Linked DNA regions of Mus musculus: region 1 is linked to region 2. A link is a contact called in public Hi-C data. All regions are on one chromosome and are shown on one strand. The core of a region is the stretch at or near the end of the contact, and the rest is flanking DNA. Distances in the headings are between cores, read along the strand shown. Region 1 has its middle 16 kb from the start of Gm32748. Region 2 overlaps Rtkn2 (rhotekin 2).

Region 1 (6,784 bases), core at 14-2,513, 350 kb after region 2:
ATGTGCGCGAGTGAGCACATGGACACACACACACAAAGTCAGGTACCCATAGGGGCCAGAGGTAGCAGGTCCGCCTGGAGCTGGAGTTACAGCTGATTGTAAGAGGCCTGATGTAAATGAACTGCAGTTCTTTTAACTTAATTGCTGAGCTGTCTCTCTGGAAGCCATTTTTTTTTTTTTTTCTTTTTGAATACATTCAAAGGGTCATGGGCTTCCACAACAATGGACAGACCGGGGAGGAAGGTAATTTGTACATTCTACATGTCCAGCAAGGTTGGGCCGGCCCATCATGAATCTGGCCAGACTCTCTTTCCAACTTCACAGAGCCCCATTGGCTAGACAAGTCAGCCATGATCTCCGGAGTGTCACACACTCCAAAATTCTGAGGACACATTTCAAAATCCTGCCCCATTAAATAGTTATTTTTATATATAAAAGAGATTTATTCAGCCGGGCGTGGTGGCGCACACCTTTAATCCCAGCACTCCGGAGGCAGAGGCAGGTGAATTTCTGACTTTGAGGCCAGCCTGGTTTACAGAGTGAGTTCCAGGACAGCCAGGGCTACACAGAGAAACCCTGTCTCGAAAAACCAAAAAAAAAAAAAAAAAAAAAGAGAGAGAGAGAGAGAGAGAGAGAGAGATTTCATTTTTAGTGCTGTGTGTGTGTAGCTGTGTGTGTGGAGGTGAGTGTGTGGAGGTGTGTGCATGTGTGAGGGCAGGTGCCTTTACATCCAGAAGAGGGCATCAGGTGTGCAGGAGCTGGAATTACACGCGGTTGTGAGCCTTCTGATGTAGGTGCTGAGAACCAAATTTGGATGCCTTGTAAGGAGGAGCACCCACTCTGAACTGTGGGTCTTTCCAGTCTCTTAAAATTCTTCGGGGTGGGGGTGGGAGGAGTGTGGGGGGTTGGCGTGAGGTCATGGCTTACAACTCTTTTTAAAAGATGTAAGTTTCACGACTCCCTGTACACCAAAGAACAACTTCATTTCATATTCCTTCTGGAGTGTCTTGACTGTAGCCATTAGCAATCCATCCTCCGTTTTCCTAGCCCGTATTTTCTTACAGCCTCGCCGAGAGACGCCGAGTTTTTGACCCAGTGTGAGAAAATATTAAGATGGTTCTGAGATTTCATCACCCGACGAAAATAAGGAATCCCCAAACTGCAGGGTCATGGATGGACTTTGGGGCTCGGGTTTCCAGAGGGGTCAGATTTCCCCTGGCTCCTCAAGTCTAGTGGAGAGAGGCTGGGTCTGAAGCAGTATCGGTTTTTCTGGCACCAGAACCACGGCTGAACACTAATGCGTTTAACAGTTGGACTTATTTTTAATCTACTGTATTAGGGAGCGCAAATTTAATCAAGAACAAAATGTTACCGACGGTGTTTTTGTTTCTGCGCATGCATACATTCCCAGTGCTGTCTCCGGTTCTCTTGAGCTACAAGCTCTCTGACTTATTTCATAACATTAGATTTTTTTTTTTTTAAGTGCCAATGTTTGTGGAGGGTGAAGAAGGAGAGAAATAAGGAGCTGGAGACGCCCCCCCCCCATCATTAAAGAAATAATTGCAGTACAGATTTTTTAACAATTGCTCTCCCTGCAGTGAATGTTGTTATGGACGGAGCTAATAAATGTCTTCAACCATTACTGCTGGGATACACTTTTGGCTTATTTTTCTGCCATTGGGAGGCATGGCTGGGTTGAGACATTCGGTTTTTTTTTTTTTAGCTCCCCCCCCCACCCCCCCCCCCCCCCCCGCCAACACCACCCCCCCTTAATCAAAGAAAGAGATCTTATCTCCCTAGCCAGCCTAGCTTACCCCCTCCCTCTGCCCTCCTCCCTGGATGCCTAGTTTACTGAAACCTGACTTGCAGGTCAGGGAACTGGTAACAGATTAATTTTACTCAAAGAGGAACACTAAGTATTTTGGCTGGGACACATGAGAATCCTGTTATAATATTACCATTTTCCCCTTTCTAAATTAAATATTAGGAAAAATTAAGCCAAGTAGTGGCCCACGCTACAGTGGAAAGTATTTCTCTCACAAACACGGGGAGATAAATGCTTGTGTGAGTGAAGGCACAATAAATACACATTATGTTAAAAAACCTAAGATTATGCAGGTTTTAGAGTTATAGCTAAAAGTGGTTTAGTGTTTCATGCCTAATAATAGATTACGCCTATCATATTTCCAACCTTCATTTCTCCTCCCTTTGAAGTCCAGCCATATAAAGGTTGTTTGTTGAACCACACTAAAGTTAAAGCAAACATTACTTAGGGTGATTCATACTGGCAAGAATTTGCAATGAAGGCAGTGGTGTGTGTGTGTGTGTGTGTGTGTGTGTGTGTGTGTGTGTGTGGTGTGCCTGAGTCAAAGGAAATGAAATGTTTGTAATATTTTTTTTCGGTTGATAAATTTATTAAAACATTCTAGAAGCTTCTAAGGGAAGCAGGGCTGACATACATAGACTCTCTGCAAACAGATTACACCCGGGGCCCCGTGGGGGAGGCAGACCTTAAAAGAGGGAAAAATTCTCTGGATTTCAGAAATTGCCACCAGGTCACAGCAATACTTAATTAACTGAATCCATTAACAGAAGGCTGTAACCTAGTTGTTAAGAAGAAGGAAAAAACAAAAGACAAAAAAAACCACACACACACACACACAAAAACAAAACAAAACAAAACAAAACAAAACAAAAAACCAAGAAAACAAAAAACAAAAAGAAAGAAAGAAAAGGAAGAGCAAAGTTAGGGAGTAGCTAGATTCATTTACTCCTCTGTTCTGTGCTTAGGATTAGCCTTTCAGAATGAGCAACCTGATTTTTTTTTTTTTAAAGGATCCATTTACCTTCCAGGCCTTTTCATAGCAAAACATTTTGTAGGGTTGCAAAAGAGATTAATTTGTTGCCAGTTGCTCCATACTGGCAGGGTTTCTGAATAAAGAATGTAAGCAATCTATCTTTGTTTGTAAGATATAATTAATCTGGCAGTTAAAATTCTTTGGAAACATTCTGATGACTTATGTGGAAAAGTGGAGCAAAGATTTCAAAGAAAAACTCAGAACTGTGTGCAGGGGAAGATAAAAGATATATGAAGTGTTTGTTCTAAGCGATACTATTCATTTACAGATCATAACGTAGCCCCACCCTGGCAATTATTCTGGAAAACAAGACAAATCTTTGTCTAGAGCCTTCTGACGGCGGTCTTGATTTGACAAACAAAATAAGCACATTACTGTTGTACTCTAATAGACTGCAAGCTGTTTTATTAGAGTCAGCTGAATCCTGTTTTGCATAAAAAAGAACACTGTTTGCTATGGAGAACACATTTATGTTAATAGGACTTTGACAAAGTAAAATAAAATCGCATTAAGATGCTGCAAAGAGATAAGACAATGAAATCTCCGGGAGAGAGAGAGAGTTTTGGCACACACTAATTACAGTCACGTCCCTGCAGGAAAAGAATATATTTTTACACCAACTATCCATGTGTTTGAAAATGCAGAGAGCTTAAAGCATAATTCCTGGTCTCGGCATTTCCTGGATGCGTCAGGCCCCGTGTGTCACTAAGGTGGTGACTGTTTTAAAGGAGTCTATCTGATAAATCCCACTTTCATTTTCAGCAGCAAAGGCAGGTTTCTTTCTGAATGTGAGCGAGCCTGCCATCATCCTGCTTAGTTTGAAGGGACTTTCCAATATAGGGCCGCTGAAAACAAGGTTTTAGATTACATGGTAATTTAGGAATGCATGAAAAGTGAAGCAGTTACCATAATAGGGTTCTGGGTAAACTTCATGGTTTTTAGAGCAAAACATAACAACATATGTTTTGTGATTTGTCTCAATGATTATATACATATATATATATATGTATATATATATATATATGTATATATATGCAATTTTGTTCGGGTACTATCAAAATATTTGGAGGCCTCATCTGTGCACAGCATTTTTATAACCTTATTTTGAAAACTGATGTCTCTTCTTTTAGTTCAGTCATTAAAAGGCAGGCGATGATGGACGCCTGAATGCCTTGGGTTTTATGACTAGTCAGTTCCTGGCAGCGGCCATATTTCTTCCCTAGTGAAACTTTAATATTCCTTTGGCCTTGTTTAGGCTAAAAAAAAATTTTTTTTTTTTTTTTCAGGATGTGTGTGTGGGGCAACTTTGCTACTCTGGCTGGCTACTTATAAATATCACCAACCAGATATCATACCAAGCAGATATCTGCCTCTCCCCCGCCCCCTGCTCCCCACCCCCCATGACTTAACACCCCACAAAATGAAGAGGCCAGAAAGGGAGACCTATTCTCCCTGGCTTCTAATAAATACTTCCTGCCCTGTGATTATGCTAGATTCTTTCCTGTTAAAAGAGGCAGGGTTATGGAGAAAACCTTGTCGGTGGACGGCGGCGCTATTGAAGGGAAGTGAGCCTCCTTGGAGTAGAACGGGACTGCTATTTGAATTGCTGCTTTGGAACTTGTCCTGAATGAGGCAGCTTTTATGAGAGGCCCGATTTTCAGCCCAGACTCTTTGATCTTCTTGAAGTTGCAACACCAGACACCAGGTGTCTCCACTTAGCTGAGCTGAAGGTCCTGGGAAAGAAGGTTGTGTCTCCAGAAAGGTTGACTGAAGCCTTGCCTTCCTTAGGGCTCCTTGCCTGGGGAAGTGTATAGGGGCTTGCTGGGACCAAAGAATACAGTCTTGGTGTTCTCACTGTTTTGGTAAGAGCTTGTGCCTCAACAGGGAAGGAACCTCAGTTCTGTATGGAATCCATGAATACTGGAGCCTCAGCAAACACTGAACTAGGCTTCCACATCGACCGTGAGTCGCCATCTTGGAAGGCGAGAAGCCATCACCCAGAGAATGGAAGCCTTTCATGTAGGTGAAGGCCAACTCTGTGGGAACCTTCTTCCTGGAACTCCTCAGCGAAGAGCTGGTTGATGCTCCAGTTTAATGTTCTGATCTCCACGAACACACATGGCTTTCTCCCATTGTTACTCATTTCCTCTCTGTGAGAGGGAAACAGAGAGAAACGACATCAGCCTGTTCCCTTGTGTACTTAAAGAGCTTAAGTTGAACTATGCTACCTCCATTTGATGTCAGGGGTAACAGCAGATGCCAGTGGGTCCCAAAACATGGCATTCCAAAGATGGGAATAAGTATTTTTTTTTAAAAGATCATTTTAAGGGGGACAAGCGAGCTAGCATCTGGAGTAGAGGAGCTTTGGCGAAGGTCCAGAGATGGGAACTGGAGCTTTGGATGCCACAAGAAGGTGGTAGAGAATGGACTACAGAGATTTATCAAGAGAAGGCTATAGTGCCCCCATCCCCATCCAATAAATAAATAAACATTTGAAACATTATTGCATCTCATTACCCTCCAGAATAACTGTGTTTAAAAAAAAATCCCCAAATGCTGAACTCATTTATGATCATCTTGTGCTACATTGTATTGTCTCTTCTCAGATGTACTTGACCAAAGAATCAAGAAAAATAAGCAAAATCCCTTGTAGCTATTTTATAACAGGCATCATCATTACACTATGGATTATTACAAAATTTTCACCCAGTTTGATCAACTTTGTATTTCACCTGTAGTGTCTTAGTCAGGGTTAGCATTGGTAGGATGGAGCACCATGTCCAAAGCAACTTGGGAGAAAAAGGGTTACCTTCCACATCACTGGTGGTCATCAAAGGAAGTCAGGACAGGAACTCAAACAAAGCAGGAACCCAGAAGCAGGAGCTGATGCAGAGGCCAAGGAGGGGTGCTGCTTAATGGCTTGCTCAGCCTGGTTTCTTATAGAACCCACAACCACTAGCCCAGAGGTAGCCCCGCCCACAATGACACAATGGCCTGGGCCCTCCCACATCTATCACTAATTTAAAAAAAAAAAAAAAGCCCTATGGGGCTTGCCTGCAGCCTGATCTTCCAAAGGCACTTTCTCAATTGAGATTCCTTCTTCCTCTTCCAACTCTAGTTTGTGCCAAGTTGATACAAAACTAGCCTGCATATGTCGGTTTGCCATACTTGCTTATTTATATATTTAATAAATCCATAAATTATCCTGGATGTGACTGAGTGTTTTGAAGAACATTCTTAAGAGAAAAATTCCTTGAGTCATAGAATTGTCTTTTTTTCTGGGATTTGGGCTTAGGGTTATGACTTGGAAGGCGAAAGAAGTCAGACAAGCCAGGTCTCAGAGGCCACATGCCAGAGGAAGGAGTTTTCTCTGGAGGACATGATTACAGGAGCCAACCTAGTCTCATTATCGAGGACAGCTCTGTTTCCATCAGACTCCCAGACCATCAAACCGCTAAGAGATAAGGGCTTTAGTGCCAGCCCCACCTCTAAGTATGTGGGAAAATGTTTGTTCCATTTTGGTGTTAGTTTCTTACTATTTAGTAATAAATGTTGAGTGTATATAATCTTGCTGAGTCACAAAATCAACTTTCTGAGTTCATGTTATTGTGCAGGTTTTGTGGACAAGGAAACTGAGTTGCACAGATGAAGCAACTCTCTGGAGGTCATCAAGCTGTAAGTGACACTCTCCAGGTGGCTCAGTGGGTAAGAGCACTTGCTGCTCTGGCAGAAGACCCAGGTTCAAATCCCAGCACCCACATGGGGATTTCACAACCACCTGTAATTCCAGTTCCAGGGAGGACAATGCCCCTTCTGGCTACTGTGGGTACTGCATGCACATGGTATGTTTAGACCCAGGCAGGCAAAGCATTTATATGCATAAACAGACACACACACACACACACACACACACACACACACACACA
Region 2 (6,580 bases), core at 3,850-6,349:
TATGAATGAAGGCTTTGGTGGGATGTGTAGAGAAAGTCTTAGATGAGGTATCACGGGAACCGGGAGTTAGACCCTGATCACATTAGCAAGTGTAATTTCTATCTAAACCTACGCTCATCCCTAGAGCCAAAACATCAATGCTCACAACATGGTGCCTGTGTTCGACATGTTAAAGAAGTCCACAGGCGCGTTAGAATTGTTACTTTATTCGGCAGCTGCGTGAGCTAACGAGATATGCCCCTTCTCCTAGGGTGGATGCAGTCGGAAGGACAGCAACTCACTAATAAGGGAAGTTGTAATTGATGAAAGAAGCCCAAAGCTTGAGTCTAGGTGTGCTACTTGCTCCATTCCACGCATGCGTGCTTCCCGCCCTCTCAGACGCAGTCCCAGAAGCCCGGTGGCCGTGGCCAGGAGGCGAGGTAGTGGGTGGGGCGCTCCCTCACGCATAGCATCCTCCTCCACACTCAGGAACTTGCATATCAGCACTGCCCTCTGTCAGCCCCCCATCCCCCACCCCAGCTGGCCCATCTCTTCTCCGCTCTTAGGTCTGAAATATTTTATTTGGCTTTGTAATAATAATAATAATAATAATAATAATAATAATAATAATAATAGTTAGAGTCACTTATAGGATTTAATTATGTGTGTCATTCAACATAATTGTGAGTTTTTAACAGAGCCGAGATAACATTGTAAGTTGGATGTGACTGCAGTCTTCACACTCCAGCCTGCTACTTTATCGCTTTATCGCTTACGGACTCTCAGTTAAAATAAGAAAGAGCCTAGCAGGGAAGTAAAAATCCTGTACTTGTAGTAGTTCTATAACGAAACGTGTATTTAAAGCCGTTGCTGAATTTATTTCCTAAATTGTAGATGGTTTGGTGTCTGTGAGGGGGGCTGACTATATCACATGTGGGATGTAATCTAGGATATCATGAAGCTATTACTACCATAGTTTTAGGGTGATTTTAAATTCTGCACTATGGATTTTTTGAGATTTAGTTTTCACCTATTTGCATAAAAGGTGGAGGGGTTTATAATCTGCCTTCAAATTACAGAATACCATTCAGAATCCTCTTGCTGTTTCATTAAGAGCAAAGTAAAATATTGTTGCCATTATGCTATTTATTGTTACAGTGCACTAATTTTGGCACAGAAATGGCTGTTTAAAAATCCCCATATGGAACAATATAAAACAGGCCAATCTGTGTTTACTCAGAACATTTTCATACAGACCTTCCAGTAAGAGAGTGGCAGGCTGGCGCCCTCTGTTGATCATTTTGTGTACCTACAGGTAATTTCCTTAATTTTGTTATGTTTGTCTTTTAGGGGTTGGTTAGAGAGTTTACTCAGTTACAGTAGAATAACAGGCCCTGGATTCAGTCCTCAGCTCTGGAAAAAAAAAAAGTCTAGCATCTATGAGTCTTACACAGTACCATAAACTGGGCTGGTTTGCATAAGATACACTGTTTCATAGCTTTGCTCTATCCTCAGGTTACAAGCAAGAATATCTCTAACTTAATAAGATGACTGTACTCAGCAGTTTTTGCACCCAAAATAATATATTTTTAAAGTATTGGGATTGAAAATAACTAAAGTTCCAGAAATTCGAGGTTTGATTTTTTTTCCCATTTTTTTAAAAAGCAGACTTACTTCTTCAAATTTTATGATCAATTAGGTTTCGATTATAGTTTGAGAATATTTTTACTTAATACCTTTGCAGGAATCTGTTCTTCCTTTGTATTATGTGGGCCCTAGAGATCAAACACAGGTCCCCAGGTTAGACCACAAGTACCCACTGACCCATCTTGCCTTCCCTGGCTGTGTTTGTGAGATAGGATCTCCCTAGGTAGCATAGGCTAGCCTTGTGTGATCTTCTGGCATAAATGGTATCTCACTTTGTTTTATGCAGTGTGAATTCCCAATTGGAGGGTTGGTGTTGGCTTCCATCTTAGAATTTTCTTGAAAATGTTTTTCTGTCCCCCCTCCCCACATTCTATTCCCTCATCTTAATGTATTGTATGTTCATTCTTTGGAGCTTACAAGAAATGAGATGCCATGCCCACCTGCACATAGGAACAAAGCATAAGGTGCTTTTGAGGGTGGGTATCTTTCAGCCATAGGAAGAGCAGCCCACAGGTTGGCTGGGTAACACCAGACTCGAAAAGCCAGCGTTGCTAATGAGCCCGAAGTACAAGTTTTGTGATAAGTTGGGCATCAGAATGTAACCAGAACACGTTATTAGGAAGTGTACTAGTTTATGTACACTCAAAAGAGGGTGTCTCTGTATCTCCCTGAAAGCTAGCTAGCTGCCGACTGAACATCCTTGGAGACAAATCCTTCACATTGGTCGTTAGTATTCATAGCTACCTCTTTATTTTAAAGCTCAGCTGTTTTCGAAAGACATGATGTGTTTTTCTCTCGGCAGGGATTCGAGTTCTGAAAATAAAGAAGGAGAATCCTGCAGAGGAAAGATCGCCCTGTCAGGTATGCTGCAGTGTGTCACTGCGGGTCCCTGAATATGTTTATAGACTGACTATTATTGCAGGCCTTGTGCATTCTGTATTTCCAGCAATCCAATGTTTAGTCTAACTATTTAATCATTATGGTCTACAATTGCATGGAACTTCATGGATTGGGGAAACTCTGTCACATGCTACACACATTGTGTGGGTTTGTCTTCTCTTCAGGCACTCGAGTGAGTGGAAGGTGTGTTCAAGTCACTTGCTTGCTGTTGAGCGTTGGAGAGCTGGGCTGCAAACCCACAAGGGTTCTCTCTCTGTCATTTCCGTTTGGAAAGGCGGTTCAAGCTGCATGTTCCATGGTGGTTTGGCCCATGTTTGGCCACTGTCACTGGGCTGGGCTCCTCATGGTTGCTCAGTGAATATCAGGTAGATGACTGGCCACTTGCAGCCGGTAAAATGCAAACTGCCCCAGCCCCACCAAGTTTTCCATTCTGCCCAATTCTTTTCCTGGCTCTGTCTTCCATTACACAAGCCACGTGATTTAGGCAGATTTTTCCCCCACTTTCTCTTGTCAACAGAGGCCTTGATTGAGACACCTGATTGGGTTGTGCAATTGTTTCATTTCCTCCATTCCCTCCCATCTTTGCCTCTGCTGGAGTGGCATTTCCTGTCAGCAGAGCGAGCAGGCACCTTGCCACTAGATGGCGCTTAGGTTGTCGGTCTCAGTTTCTCCAAAATGGTAGCCCCCCACCCCTTCCGTACCAACCCCCTGCCACTAGATGGCGCTTAGGCTGTCTCATTTCTCTAAAACGGCAGCCCCCCACCCCATCCACATCCCCGGAAGAAGTGGCATGGAGATGCCACACGATTAGCATGGCTGGCTTGCAGATATCTCATCGCGACACCCTGCAAACAGCCTTGTGGCCTGAGCTGAACCCCCAGTAATAGCTGGTGTATCCCACTGGCCAGAGCAAGGTAGAGCGCCTGCTATTGTGTCCCCTGGCCTGCTGAGGGACTATTCTCTCTCTCCATCGCTCACAGCCATGGTACTGAGTTTTATTTGACCTCACTGGCAAAATTGGAGAAATTGCCCTCAGTGTGTGTGTGTGTGTGTGTGTGTGTGTGTGTGTGTGTGTCGGGGGGGGGGGCAGGGGGAGCACCTCAGAAAATTATATGAACTTCATAAAATCCTTTTGCCTGTTTTGTGGTTATTTGCGTTCACGATCAGCCTTCCACTTGTGGCTGACGTGCCCTCAGCGTGTCCTGTGTCCTGGTCTCCGTCTTGTACTTGTGGCTGACATGAGGCCCACTGCTTTGCCTGGGCCTTTTAGCTGTGGAACAGAGGACGTTTGCAGACTCCTCTCTACTGTGCCTAAATACATCCTAACATGCATAGGTAAATGCTGGAGAACTTCAGAGATTTCCCACCACCACTAAAATATTGCCCTCTTCCCTTGCTTCTAATAAGGTTCCACTCTGTAGGCGAATGGGGTAGGTGACCTGGTCAGTGAGTTCGGTGACTTAACATTGTCTGTTGTCCTGTGGAGACCGCTTGTTTACTGCCACCACGTTTAGAAGAGTCTTGAACAAAAATATTTAAGGTCAAGGATGACTTTTCGTGATCTCAGATACCTTTGGACAGAAGCCAAGGTTAGCTTTTTTTTTTTCTCCCCAAGACAATTTGAAGCCTAATTAAGGCGTGAACCCCCGGGAGATGGGACACCCGTGTCATTAGCATCATTAGCATGATTTCAGCTGACTGGACATTTTTGCAGCCCAGTTTCAGAATGTTTCTAAGATCGCGCTGTAAACAGGACAGACCTGGATTTTGAGGTTTTCACTGACCAGAGCTTCCTAACTATACAAATAACAGGTCCATCCCATCCTTCCCGCACCAGGTGATGCGGGGTGGCTGGTGTGTGTTTTCGCCTCCCAGTTCAGTGACTAGACCAAACTGGTTACCCACAAACGGTCAGCGGTTTCAGTTTTTTGTGGGTTTTTCCATCTTTCTTTCTTTTCATATGTGTACGTGCGTGTTTGCATGTGTGTGGATGTGTGTAAGTGCCTGTGCACATGCTAGGCTTCCGGAGGTTGTGGCATCCCAGTCCTGATGTCCACACTACTCATTTTGATGCAGGGCCTGTCAGTCACACCCACAGGTCCCTGGTGATGCTTAAGTCTCTAGAGCCAACTTTCTTTGGGGACCCCCTGAGGTGTCGGCCACAGCCACCGGACATGCACATGGGTTTTGCGATCCAAACTGTGGCTGTGCAGCAAGATGGCCTCCAAGCCATCGCCCCAGTCCAGTCCCTAGTACACATCAGGCCAGCTACAATGCTGTTGAGGCTGTCTTAGTTTGCCATAAAATGCCAGCAGAGACATTAAAAAAAAAAAAAAAGACAAAGGTGGACCACTGTAAGCTGAAACCCAGCTGATCATCTGCCAGAATGTAGAAGGTATTTCTGTCATTCGATGTTGGATCCTTTGCTGTCTGAAGACTGCACAGCCAACAGGGACACAGATGAGAAAGATCCCCTTACATGGAGTCGAGGCGAGGTATGGGGAAGAGCAGGATGGAACCCAAGCTGTGGGGAGGCCTGGGTCAGTGTCCTCCCATGAGCGCGTGAACAGTTAGAGCTTCGCCACCACAGCCAGGACAGCTGCGAGTGAGACGCACTGGCCACTGTGGAATGAAAGGAGCTAGGAGGCGGCCACTGTGGTCCAGCAAGAAGTGAGTTTGGACAGGCCATTAGCCGGGTTATAATTCAAACACAATGAAGACATCCGTATTAAAGTCACGGGTAAAATACCGGGGTCTTATTATGGTCAACATAAGTTAGGACTGGTTTGGAATTGTAGCTAACATAATGGCTGGAAAACAAAGCTATTGAAAAAATGGAACAGGCAGATTGGATACTTTGGAGGCTAACGAATGGCAGATGGAGATGACCTCAGGGGAGGGACTGAGACGCTGGAATTAAAGCATTCAATAGATCCCGACCGGATTTAGGAGAAATAAATAAAAGGCGGTAGTTTTTCTTCAAACCAGCAATGACTTGCTAGGGATGACAGTGGAAAAAGTGTCACTTACAGTAAAGCAGCAGCCCCCCCCCCCAAGCATTAAATATATAAGAAATAACCTTAATTAAAATACACGAGCAGGAGCAGGAGGCGAAGCTCCGTGGGAGGGTTCTTCCCAGCCCCTGGGCCTGACTTCTAGCCCTCAAACAAACAGAAAGCCAGGGTGAGAGCAAATGGTAAGGGTAAATCTGTAATGTGAAGATGAAATATTAAAAAGTTATTAGTTCCCTGGGCCAGTGAGGGCGCTCAACAGATAAAGGTGCTTGCTACCAACCCTCATGACCTCAGTCCTCCTGAGGCCCATGACTTCCACAAGTCGCCTCTGATCTCTGCACACAGGGAGACACAAAGTCTCTCTCTCTCTCTCTCTCTCTCTCTCTCTCTCTCTCTCTCTCTCTCTCTCTCTCTCTCTCTTCACATATGTGTGTGTGTGAGTATATATGTATGTGTGTGTGTGTGTGTGTGTATATATATATATATATATATATATATATATATATATATAATAAAACACATTCCTAAGTTGTTTTGCATAGTAAAACATTTGAGAGGGAATTTTGACCAAAATTAAAAACATTCTTAAAAAGAACCAGTGACAGTCACATGCCTCCAAAAGACAACAACCCAGCGCAGCAGGCGTCAGAAGGTGTCAGTTGATAACTGATTCAGTTCCACACATGAAGTGTTTGGCCCAGGAACAAGCATGGATGGCCTCAGAAGGGCACAGCCAATAAGGAAGTCAGCGTGACATATACGTAAAGCTAAGATAATATTTAGAAGAATGTATTCTCACTTCAGATACTTGCAAATTTCACACATATTTAATAACTTCTAACACACACACACCGCCAGAGCTGGAGAGATGGCTCAGTGGCTGAGAGTGTGTACCAATTTCCACAGGACCTGAGTTGGGTTCCCAGCATCTACATATGGCTCGGAACGACCTATATCACAGAGCCATTGGATACAGCGCCCTCTTCTGGCCTTCATGGGCATCGGTCCTGCAAGTGGTGCAGAGACATGCATGCAGGAGA

What was found. Hi-C and Micro-C count contacts between places; a contact is called where the count stands out from the background.
Region 1: a contact with region 2 is called in a Hi-C map of myocytes, with 2.3 times the contacts expected there. The contact joins two enhancer-like sites. A contact is called at or near these places in 4 of 484 Hi-C or Micro-C datasets (cortical neurons, embryonic stem cells, myocytes and 1 more).

What each region holds. Positions count from the first base shown.
Region 1 is chr10:68,352,673-68,359,456 of GRCm38.p6, forward strand. No RefSeq gene overlaps it. Among named protein-coding and RNA genes, the nearest start is that of Gm32748, 16 kb to the left of the region's middle. Within about 2 kb of position 1,264, at least 92 of the 459 cell types and tissues checked have an H3K27ac peak or open chromatin away from gene starts, as enhancers often do. A contact at or near this core is called in myocytes, where this site is marked.
Region 2 is chr10:67,995,137-68,001,716 of GRCm38.p6, forward strand. It overlaps Rtkn2 (rhotekin 2), which reads left to right. Exons shown (of 12, transcript NM_001359319.1): 3 at 2,429-2,487. Among named protein-coding and RNA genes, the nearest start is that of Rtkn2, 19 kb to the left of the region's middle. Within about 2 kb of position 5,100, at least 2 of the 459 cell types and tissues checked have an H3K27ac peak or open chromatin away from gene starts, as enhancers often do. A contact at or near this core is called in myocytes, where this site is marked.